Regions from separate parts of the Mus musculus genome. Here region 1 is linked to region 2. A link is a contact called in public HiChIP or PLAC-seq data. All regions are on one chromosome and are shown on one strand. The core of a region is the stretch at or near the end of the contact, and the rest is flanking DNA. Distances in the headings are between cores, read along the strand shown. Region 1 holds the start of Plxdc1 (plexin domain containing 1). Region 2 overlaps Plxdc1 (plexin domain containing 1).

Evidence for each region. HiChIP or PLAC-seq counts read pairs in DNA pulled down with a chosen protein or histone mark.
Region 1: a CTCF HiChIP or PLAC-seq map of the NIH/3T3 cell line shows a contact between it and region 2, with 48 read pairs. The contact joins the promoter of Plxdc1 here to the enhancer-like site in region 2. A contact is called at or near these places in 14 of 39 promoter capture datasets (the 3T3-L1 cell line, the C10 cell line, the HPC-7 cell line and 5 more), 12 of 15 datasets of contacts at CTCF or cohesin (CD8 T cells, the G1E-ER4 cell line, the NIH/3T3 cell line and 5 more), 199 of 484 Hi-C or Micro-C datasets (the 63-12 cell line, the AML12 cell line, the AtT-20 cell line and 97 more), 64 of 115 datasets of contacts at active chromatin or transcription factors (the 230-238 cell line, CD8 T cells, the HPC-7 cell line and 39 more) and 6 of 9 other capture datasets (adipose tissue, embryonic stem cells, embryonic tail and 3 more).

The regions. Positions count from the first base shown.
Region 1 is chr11:97,982,768-97,988,317 of GRCm38.p6, forward strand. It overlaps Plxdc1 (plexin domain containing 1), which reads right to left and starts at 3,679. Exons shown (of 14, transcript NM_028199.3): 1 at 3,471-3,679. The coding sequence starts at 3,549. It overlaps n-TCgca55 (a tRNA gene), which reads right to left and starts at 5,550; the gene lies at 5,479-5,550.
Region 2 is chr11:97,934,243-97,939,866 of GRCm38.p6, forward strand. It overlaps Plxdc1 (plexin domain containing 1), which reads right to left. Exons shown (of 14, transcript NM_028199.3): 9 at 4,288-4,369. Among named protein-coding and RNA genes, the nearest start is that of Plxdc1, 49 kb to the right of the region's middle. Within about 2 kb of position 1,854, at least 43 of the 459 cell types and tissues checked have an H3K27ac peak or open chromatin away from gene starts, as enhancers often do. A contact at or near this core is called in the BV-2 cell line, the C2C12 cell line, the C3H10T1/2 cell line and 16 more, where this site is marked.

The DNA.
Region 1 (5,550 bases), core at 2,429-4,928, 50 kb after region 2:
CCATAGATTCACAAAGTCTTCTCAGCCAAGAACGCTGTGCTCCTAAGTAACCCGCTTCCCCGTGAGCTTCTCCTCATCCTTCAAATCTGACAAGATGCCGTTGCTTCAAAAAGTCTCCCTGACGCTTCTCTCCTCCTCACCCAGATGCCAAGGGCACCACCCAAGCCGGCCTCCTGGACTGTCATGTCCTTGGTCACCTCTGCATCTAGAATTCTGGGCACTGCAAGGACCAGTGTTCAGGAGGCACCCGTGAGTGGAGGGGGTGGGAGGCTGGCAGGAGGAGGGAGAAACTCAGCACCCAGCCTCTAGGACTGAGACCCTCCCTCGGGCACAGCCCTGCTGGAGACCATCGATGTTCTATCACAGCACTGACAGAAGACAGGTTTGCCACCAAGCTGGAGGCCCAACCTTGAACCAGAATGCCACAGTTTACAGACTCTGGAAGCCTCCGTCTCTGACAGACAAGATGAGGTGAGAACAGTTCTATCACTTGCTAGGTTGAATCTTCAGCAAACCATCTACACAAACCAGCCGGCAAGACCAACCTCCCAGGCAGCGCTCGGGGGAGTTGTAGCTCAGTTGGTAGAGTGCTCACCTCGCATGTCACCTAGCATGCCAGAAGCTCTGGGTTCAATTCTCCAGGGCTCTATTAACATGACATGATGGCGTTACGCCTGGAATCCCATTACCCAGTGCTGTCGGGTGGAGGCAGAAAGTCAGGGCCATCCTCAGTTACAAGTGAGTTCAAAGCCAGCCGGGGCTACATGACACTGTGCCTCCAAGTCCTGGTCTTTGCTTCATACAAGGTCACACAAGGTTGTCCCAGGCCTAACAAATCCCACCTCCTGATATAAAGCCCCTCCTGGTGAGACCCTGCCCTTCACCTTGGAGATTAAAAGGGTGCACAAGAAAAAGGGACACAAAGTAGCAGAAGGGGTGGGGTGGGGTGAGGTGGGGGATGGGGCTCTGCTTTCTGAGGATTACCCCAAGGGTTCAGTTTTGTTTAAACAGGGTCACCTGGCTGCTTTGTGTAGGAGGCTGGCCTTGAACTCACTATGTAGCCGAAGATGACCTTGAACATGAGATCCTTTTTCCTCCAAGTGGCCTTGCTCTCAGTGTGGCCCACCGTGCCCAGCTTTCCCACACACATTTATTAAGCAGATTTCCACACAAGGTGGGGGTGTGGGGGATGGGGGTGGGGGTGTGGAGGAGTTCTCAGTGACAGGAGGGCATGGTCCTGAGCACAAACACTCTGCATGTCTTCCCGTAGACACAGCCCAGTGAACCAGGACAGTATGGTGGTTGCCCAGGCCCTCCCAGCAGGGTAGATCTCTCTGAGGAGGGAAGCCTGCAGCTGACAGGAAGAGCAGCAATCCCAGAAACCATTGTGAGGAATCTGAATTTTAGTCAACAGTATATTAGTTTATTGGGAGGCCCCTGGTGGGCAAGGAGGAAACTGAAAGCAGATTAAGGTTGGTTGGGTTACAAAACATCTGTTTGGCCCTGACTCTAGAGACAAGCAACCTTGGCTCAGAACATAGGTGACTGCAGGGATTGCTTGTGAGTTTCCAAAATGGCTGCCTGAAAGATTCTCCCTTCTGTGTGTATCCTGGATGTCTTTGGTTTCTCTGGGACCAGACCATCAGTGACCCCTTCCTGGGCCTGGAGGCCATCTTCCTCTCTGCCTGACTACAGGCTGCTTCTGGGCTCTCCTCAGTAGACTCCTTCCTTCTTCAGGTCATCGATGCCTCCTGTGTCCCTTGTAAGGATGATGATGGGAACAAGACTGTAGGGATGGAGGAACACCAGCCCTGATGGGGACACCATTGCCCCAGGTGGAGCTAGGCCTCCTTGGGTCCCCCACTCCCACCCCCTCATTGACCTCAGGGGCTCTATCATACAGAGCAAGCAGCCAGTCTCCATGAAGGACCCCTCCCAGCCTTCCCCATTCCCCCACATCCTCAGATGGCCTCTACAAAACCTTACTACCAAACCCAGCCCAACCTGGGATGAGTCAACAATTGCCCTGACGGCTTTTTACAGCTTCCTAGGGTCTAACCTCAATCTCACTTGCTGCAGATGCCCGATGTCTTCCAGATGAATCTAAAAGCAGAGACGGCTAAGTAGTCTGTACTTACAAAAGTGACACTTGTCTCTGGGTCCCCTGATGTAGCCAGCTCCCTTCCTCAACCCTCTCCTCGGCCCAAATCCCTCATCAACCCAGCCATATCTGAGTTCAGGAAACACACCAGCCTAAGGCTGAAAAGGACTCGGGACTTAACCCACTCAGTCCCTTTCTAGTTACCATTTTAAGATAAATTATCAGTTGCCTGTACCTGTCCGAGAAGTAAAGAATATCTTAAGGGGGAAAAATAATCTTTCATAACTCCACCTTCAAGAGCCAAAGATTTAGTCAAGAACCTCTTTTTATACATCAAAAACTGAGCCCAGAGAAAGTAACTTGGGTAAGTAACTCGCCCAAGGTCACACAGCAAGTGAGACAACAGAACTAAAAGCTAAGTGCTCAGCTACCTTCTGTGGGAGCCACCATGGACACCGATGGGTCCACACTAGTCTCTGGACATGTGACTTCTCTGTCCTCTACCCCCGCAGTCACCACCAGCATCCTCCACTCATACCATCTCATCCCAACCCAGATTCATTTGGACTACCTACCTACCGTGACCATCAAAGTCAAGAACACAGTTAGGCACTATGCTGACACAACAGCAAGTGGGACACTCACTTCCCTTTTAAGGAGCTTGTGAAATCACCCTTATTCCCAGCCCCCACCTCCCCGAGAAAGCCTGGGTGCAGAAACTAAACCATATATATTTTTAAAAACGGCCTTTCTTGATAACGTGAGGGATTCAAAGTAGATCCCTGAAAGGACCTCAAGAGGAAGAAATGGCTTGAGAAACTGGTCTAGAGGAAAGAGGAGTGTGCAGAATGGAAGCTCCTCCTCCACCCTCACCCCCTTACCTCCATGCTCAGCCTGTGCAACTGAGAACCGAGCAGAACCTAGCAGGGGGGAGAAGGGAACCCTTGACCCTGGGAGATCGGGGAGCAGCTGGCTGCTTTTTCCTGGGGTCCCTGCCTCTCCACCAGTACGCAATAGGTAGGGGAAGCAAGTTAGACGGCCAGGCTGGTGCCAGGATGTCTCCCATCCTCCGGCGACTCCCACGCAGTCACAAGCCCAACTGGGACCCCACCTAGAGCAGCTGAGAGAGGCAGCAGGGAAGAGCATGGAAAAGAAAAGCAAACGCCTCTCTGAAATGATCGCCGGTCCCTGTGACTATTCTGGAGACCCCGGCCTGGGTCCCTCCACGTCCTTCCGACAGCAGTAGGAGGTGCGCACCCTCTGTGCGCACACAGAGAAAGTAGGGTCCTTGTCCCCTATCCCTGGCGTCCTGAGGACAGGACCCAGGTCCCGCTGGCGGGTCTGCACCTGCCCTGGCCGCGCGTCCTACCTGCGGGTGTTGCGGGACTGAGCGCGCGCGCGGCCCCGCGGAGTAGCAGCAACTGCAGCAACCAGAGCTGAGCTCGCATGGTGGGCGCGGACGACCTCCGGGTCTGCGCGGCGGCGGCGGCGGCTGCAGAGGGAGCAGCCCCGGGCTGGGCGAGCGGGGAGCGGGAGCGGAGCGGGCAGGGCGAGCGAAGCACGGCGCTGCGGCCTTGGGGAGCGCGGGCGGGAGAACCCAGAGGGCGGGGCGCAACGCTGGGGTCCCCGCCTCCCGGAGCTCCGCGCCGCACCCCACGGGACCCGGGACCGCGCCGGGACATCTCTGGTTACCGAGAGAACCCCGCTGCCCCAGAAACCTAAGTAAAAGGCCGAGGTGAAGGGCCCCAGGAAGCGCCCCTACTTGGGCCGTTGGCTCCCACCACCCATCCCAAGAGCATGCGACTTTCTGAGCTAGTCCTTGTACTTCTGTGGCTTCCTGGTGTTCTACATAAGTGCACACACAGACACGCACCAGGAATCTCCCGCAGTCGAACCGCGCCCCCCCCCCCCGCCCCCCAGCTTCTACCCCAGAAGAGGCACGAATTGCGTCTCCCCAGTTGACTGCTTCACAGCCCATCTCCAGCACCGACCCCACCCCATTCCATCCCACACCCACACCCCCCTCCCGTCCAGCAGACATGTAGGTGCTCGAGACTGGCACATTCCCACTTTGAAACAGCTCGGTGCCCCTTCCACAGAAAGGCCAGATCAGTCCAAGATAGACCCAGAGCCAGAAGTGGCGCCCACTGCCACCACACTTTACCGGACTCTGGGAATAGGGCACTTCCCCCCCACCCCACCCCCTTCAAGTATGGAATAAAAATACCCGCAATTTAGGAGATTTAATAGACGGCATGGAATCAGGTCAAGGCACGAAGGTGCCTGTGACCTACTTCATGGGAAGGAGAAGAACTGGGGCCTAGAGAGTGGAGAGGACTGAGGGGCCCCTGGCTTCCTCTGTGTAGGGGACCTGGAGAGTGCGGAAAGAAAGGGTGCAGAGACTGCTTCCTGGGACTTATCCCCAGAAGAAGGCTGCAGCTGGGGACAGAAGTAGAGTGTGGGCTTAAGTAGGTGAGTGGCCTGGCACTGAGGTCAAAAGAAGGACCAAGAAAGGAAATGAATCCCAGTGTCACTCTCCTCTGGGTCCAAAAACCTAGAGGTGGTCTCCCCAAGACCTCAATATAATATTATGTAATACTATGAGCCAAGGCAAGCCCCGCAACCAAAGGGACTTTTGTTAGTTTTCCAGGTAAGGACTAACGCCGTCGACCAGGTTGGTTTCGAACTCACGATCACTCTTCAGTTTATTGAAGGGATTACAGAGGTGAGCCCACCAAACCTAGCCAGCCATTGACTTTCTAATTCCTTGCCTGAATTCTCCCAGGACAGCCTCTGGGGTATCGAAGAAACCGTCCCTTCCAGATGTGGCCTCCTACCGCCACCCAGTGGACCCGTGATGAGCCACGGGGCTGCCGTTTAGCTGATCTCTTGAAGAGTTAAGAGACTGCCCGCGCAGGCGCCGCGAAGGGCCTCTATAGTGTTCCAAGATGGACCTCCAGCCTCAATTCTGGTGTCGTCGTGCGCGGTCAGTCTCGGTGCCCGTTCTCCATAAAGTCTTGTATTGGGGCTCAGGCAAAAGCAACAACTTGGAAATATTAGAAGCAAATGGCGTGGACAAGTTTCTAACCGTAAGCCTCTAGAACTTGAGCATGCACGGGAAGTACTTCTCAGAACGCATATTTCTAGCCCCACCCAGGGATAGTTCACTGGGTCAGAGAGGAGGCCAAGAATCTTCATGTCTAGCACGAGCCCAAGTCCCGTGGTGCTAGTCACATTCGGAGAGCCACTGCCCTGAAAATTCCCAGTTCCTTACCACCGTCCCCGCTCCCTGACTGTTTGGGAGTTGGCGATGGAAATATTGCCATAAAAATATGCGGGACGTAATAAGGTCTTCCAAAGAAAAGAGTGAGCCTGCTAGGGGGCACCCGGATTTGAACCGGGGACCTCTTGATCTGCAGTCAAATGCTCTACCACTGAGCTATACCCCC
Region 2 (5,624 bases), core at 604-3,103:
TTCCTTCTGATCAAGGCTTTCTCTGCCCAGCATGTTTGTGTGCGTATAGGACCCTGGGACCTCTCGGGGTCCCCTCAACTCTGTCCTAGGGCAGGGCTGGGATGTCTGTGATTATGCTTTTTTTTGGAGAAAGTCTTGCTCATTCAAGGGCTTCCCACCACTATTGAGGAGACTCCCCCCTGGCAGCAGAGGTTGGGTGGAGGGTGGCATCAGCTGATGTAGCCAGCTCTCCCTATGTAATCACAAGGAGGCAGCAACAAGGATGGTACCGAGACTGAGGAGGCTCCCTGGAGAGGATGCTGCAGTTCAGACAGAAGATGTCAAGGGCTTTCCTAGGGAGAGGGTGGCGTGCAAGCACGAAACAGAGGATGTTCTTTGCATCATCCCGCTTAAGTTTCCATTCTTCCTTCTTAGTGCCAAAGGAAGCTACTAAGCCCTACACAACCCAGGCATATCTGCAACCCAAGAGTAAGATCCTAAGCCACTAGCACAGAGAGAGCATGCTCAGCAAGCTAACTCAGTCACAGCATCTGCCATGTGCCCACACTCCAGCAAGGCAAAGCAATGCTTCCCGAGGCCATCCACAGGGGCTGAGCTGGGTCAGTCACTCCTGCTTTCATGATATCCTAGCCCACTATTTAGGGGATGGAGGACAAAGAGGACTTTGGAGACTGGAACTCAGGCTTCTTTGGTGATGTTGGCGGATTCCTCTAAGACTGGGTTGGGTCTGGCAGTGGTGGCGCACGCCTTTAATTCCAGCGCTCTGGAGACAGAGGAAGGTGGATCTGAGTTTGAGGCCAGCCTGGGCTACAGAGTGAGTTCCAGGACAGCCAAGGCTACACAGAGAAACCCTGTCTTGAAAAACAAACAAACAGAATAGTCTGAGTCTCCATAGCGGTTGCAGCAGTGTATGGCCAAGAATCAGTTCAAGGCCCTCCTGGTGTATACAGCAAGTTGACCAAGGTTCTGTCCCCAGCAACTACATGGAAAATCACAACTTTCTGTAACTCCAGTTCCAGGGGATCCAGTGTCCTCTTCTGGCCTCCAAGGGTTCCAGGCATGTACACGGTGCACAGACTTACATTCAGGCAAAACATTCATATGCATAAACAAATCAAAAACCAAAAAACCAAAACCCACCACAACCCCAAGTTTTCAGTTTGGGTTCAACCGCACCACATGTTAAGCCTCGAGCTAGCCAACACTGTCTCAGAGAAGGGAGTGAGAACGGGCCTTACTGAGTGCCTCTTGAATGTCAGCCACCGCACCAGACCCATTCCCAGGGACCCTCATGATGTTACGGTGAGGTGAGAAGTACTAAGCAACTGCAGGGCTGAAGCCACCCTTGGACTCCTCTGTGAATCAACGGGACAATTGTAGAATACAAACAAGGTACCTGCATGGTCAGTGAGATTGTTCTTCTCACAGCAGGGAAGGGAGGCCCTGAGTGGGGGAATGGAAGAGAGGGAGAAGAGACTCACAGGTATGCCTCTGGCTTTTCAGGAACCTAGGATTAACTCTCATTTGGAGCTGAGGCTCTTAGAGAGCTGGCTGGGGGAAGCAGGGGCTGGAGTGAGCCCACGGTGCTGTGGGTGTCGGCCTGAAATGAGTAGTTTCTGCTCCCTTGTACCCTCTGATAGAGCATCTCTGCTTTAACAGAGGTACAACCCACCAGCAGAGCCCCCAAACTCCCCCACCTGGCCAGCATCTTTACACCAGGGAACTCCGGGTCTCATTACACTGCCTTGTCTCTAAGTTGGGTGTGGCCACTAACTGGGGTTGGTGGTGAAGGGAGAGACTGCTTTGTCTGCAGGAGCCGTCTTTAATTTTTTTTCCCTATGACTCAGCATGGGTTGGATGCTGAGTCATACCTGGCAGGAGCCCCAGGATCCCAGGGACCATGTGAGGTCACCTCAGGCATCACCCTAAGGCTCAGAAAACATGCCTCAGCTTTAAAAATGCATGAGATAGGGGTACTGGCTGATCTTGCAAAGGATATGGGTTCAATTCCCAGTACCCACATGGTAGCTCACAACCACCTGTCACTCTAGTTACAAGTGATCCAACGACATCCCCTGGCTTCCTTAGGCACTGCATGAAAGTACACATAAACTCTACATATAAAATATAAATAAACCTTTTTTAAAAAAAAATGGGGCTGGAGAGATGGCTCAGTGGTTAAGAGCACTGACTGCTCTTCTAGAGGTCCTGAGTTCAATTCCCAGTTGTGACTTGGTGGCTCACAACCATATGTAATGGGGTCCGATGCCTTTTTTTCTGATGTGTCTGAAGACAGCAACAGTGTACTCATATACATAAAATAAATAAAATCTTAAAAAGGAAGAAATAGAGAGAAAGAGAAAGTAAAGAAAGGAAGGAAAGAGGGAAGGAAGAAAATGTATGAGATGAAGAAAGAAAGAAAAATGTATGAGATGAAGCACTCCAAAATGATGCTTTTGGGATCTTTGTCTCTCAGGATCACATTTTGTTGTCTGCTGGTCTCAGAGTCACTACACAACTAAAGATGACCTTCCTCTCAAGTGCTGGAATTATAGGCATGTGCCACTAAGACCAGATGTTTTTTTGTTTTGTTTTGTTTTGTTTTTTAAGATTTATCTTAAAAAAAATTTTTTTTAACATATCTGGGTGTTTTGCCTGCATGTATTATCTGTGTACCATGAGCATGCAGTGCCTGCAGAGGTCAGAAGAGGGCGATAGATCCTTGGAGCTGGAATTGCAGCTGGTTAGCTACTATGAGGGCTGAGATTTGAACAGTGTCCCTCTGAAAGAGCAGCCAGTGTTAGTAACAGCTGACTCACCTCTCCAGCCCTGACCTGGCTTGCTTTGTTTTGTTTCTTTGAGACAGGGTCTCACTACGAAGCCTTGGCTGTCCCGGAACTCACAATGTAAATCAGGATGACTTTAAATATCATAGCTATCGGCCTACCTCTGTCTCCTACATGCTAGGATTAAAAGCCTACACCACCACACCCAGCCCAGCTGGCCTTTTTACCAAGCCTTGCAGGTGGTTCTCACACTCTACAGGCAGTAACTGGAAGACAGCTAAGGGGCTAGGCCAGCTACTTCTTCTGGGGCTCTGTGCCTTTCCTCTTAGGGGCCCTGGTTGTGTTTGGTAAAATGCTACCTGGCACTGCAGAAGCTGCCATAACAGTGTCTGCCACACCCACACCTCCCCGAGTCACAAATGCTGGCCTTTTCATGGGGTAAAGGAACTGAGGTCCCAAGAAAAAGATCCTGGGCACAGCTGGAAGGAAGAACAGTAGGGAGGCTGAGCCCCTGTGCATCCCATGCCCACTGCTCCCTGATGGGTGGTTTGCCTCCAGTGTGCCAGGCCAGCAGGCTGTAGGATCAAGAGCTTCTATTTCTGCTCTGGGATGTTGGAAGGAAGCAGTTGAGATGCTGACAGCTGTGCAACAGCTGCACAGAGACCTGGAGCCTGCAGTTCTGACATTTTCAGGATGGCCTTAAAGGCTCTTGGAATTCGTGGGGCTTCACACTCTCAGGAGAGCCATCATCCTCAAAAGAGACTTTCCCACCATTTATTTATCTTGGCTAGAAGAACAGAGGTTTAATTGTGAGTCTAATCTATAAGGAGATGATTTCAGAACAAGGATAAGTTGGGTTTAAGAACTTTAACCACAAAACTGAATCTCATCCAGAATATCCGGAGCCTCCAAAAGCAAGCAAACAAAGCTTTGTAGCTGCCTGGGTAACCATGGATACCTGTAGTGCCCATGCCCCTGGTTTTCAGGAAACCCTGGTCCAGCCCAGAAAAGATCTTGGGCTACTTTTGGGAGCTCACCCAGCAATGATGGGCTTTTTGTGATATGGCCTGTCAGTTGCTTATAAATAGGTTACCATGTTAAGATGCAGGCCTGGGATCTCTCTGTAAATCTCGACTGAAGAGGCCAGTGACTCTGGTCTGACCACAGCTCTGACCGACTCTTCCTGAAGTCCTGGCTCAGAATGAGTTAGCTTTCCAGGAGCAAGAAAGATCTATATCCTCTGGGAACTCCAGAAGCCTGGCCACCCCAGGTCTTACTCTGCTAACACCAACCTTGATCAGGTACAAGCCTTGAGTAAAATTTATTTGTGACATTCTTGTCCTAAGAGCTACACTGACACTCAACAGAGAGATCCTGATGCTTGCAGAGAGTGGGCAGTGAGGCCTGAGGCTGTCAGTGGACTCTGGCTACCCCCATGCCAATCCTTACCCTCGCCCCCGTGGTCTATTCTCCGAACTTGGTGTATAACCTAGACACAAACCTCTGCAGGACATGGCACCAGCTGCAGTTGAAGGTTAGATTCGAGGACACGCAGGTGTCGCAACTCTGATGCTGGAGGCAGGCTGCAAGAGAGGAGGTGGTCTATGTCAGCATCCCGTCACTGCTTCCAGGGGCTTCTGAATTCAGGGTGCTTCCTGAACCGCAGTGCCTCTGACTTTGAGGACCCTAAAGGTCATTATTGCCTCTCTTCTCCCTTTTGTCATTGTTATGCTCTGAAACAGGGCCTCTCTGTGTAGCCCTGACTGTCCTGGAGCTAGCCATGTAGACCAGTCTGACCTCAAACTCCCAGACATCCTCCTGCCTCTGCCTTCCGAGTGCTGGGATTATTGGAGGCAATTCCTCCTTCCCGATTCTTGCTCTCCCCCTCCGCCTCCTGGCTATTGGTCCCTGGGATGGTTGCTCTTCATCATCTACTTGACTGAATTCTGAATCACCTAGAAAAAACACCTCCAAGGGTGTCTGTAAGAACCCACCCAGAGAGATATAACCAAGAGTGGAAGTCCCAGCTTGAGTGTGCGTGGGTCCATTGCTGAGTGGAAGCCCAGGGGTTGGGAGCCAGGCTTCTTGTCTGCTGACCCCATGTGAAATGCTCTCACCACGCCAGTTTAGCCACCAAGATGGACTGTGCCCTCAAACCATGAGCCAAGTATACCCATCCATCTTAAACTGCCTTTACAGATATTTTGTCCCACCAGCAAGAAAAAAATAACCACTGTAGGCCATTCGTGCACCCTGGGAGTTTAGAACACGTGGAAACCATGGGTAGGAGCTTTTCTTACCCCATGTCATAGGGGAAACTGAGGCTTGGCAGGTTGTGCAGCTGAGAGTAGCAGGTCTGGGTTTGAATCGGGGACTGAGCCTCGAGTCAGAATGTCCAGCCTTGAGGTTTGCTGCAGAGGTCCCTGCCCTGCTCCCAGACTCTGGACTTAGAGATGCCCTCCTAGGAGGGCTCACTACTGCCCTGGCAGCCCTGCTTCCAGACTCTAGTCTTGGTTTTTGGTTGGTTTTTTTTCTAAGATTTATTTTATGTATATGAGTATACTGTTACTCTCCACTCTCTTCAGACACACCCAGAAGAGGGCTTCAGATCCCATTATAGATGGTTTCAAGCCACCATGTGGTTGCTGGGATTTGAACTCAGGACCTCTGGAAGTGCAGTCAGTGCTCTTAACCACTGAGCCATCTCTCCAGCTCCAGACTTTAGTCTTAGACATGCCTTCCCAGGATGGCTCACTTTTGTCCTGGCAGTTGACCCTGGCCTTGGATATTCTTGTTCCACGATACTCAAAGACTTCAAGTTTGATTCTTCCCAGCGTT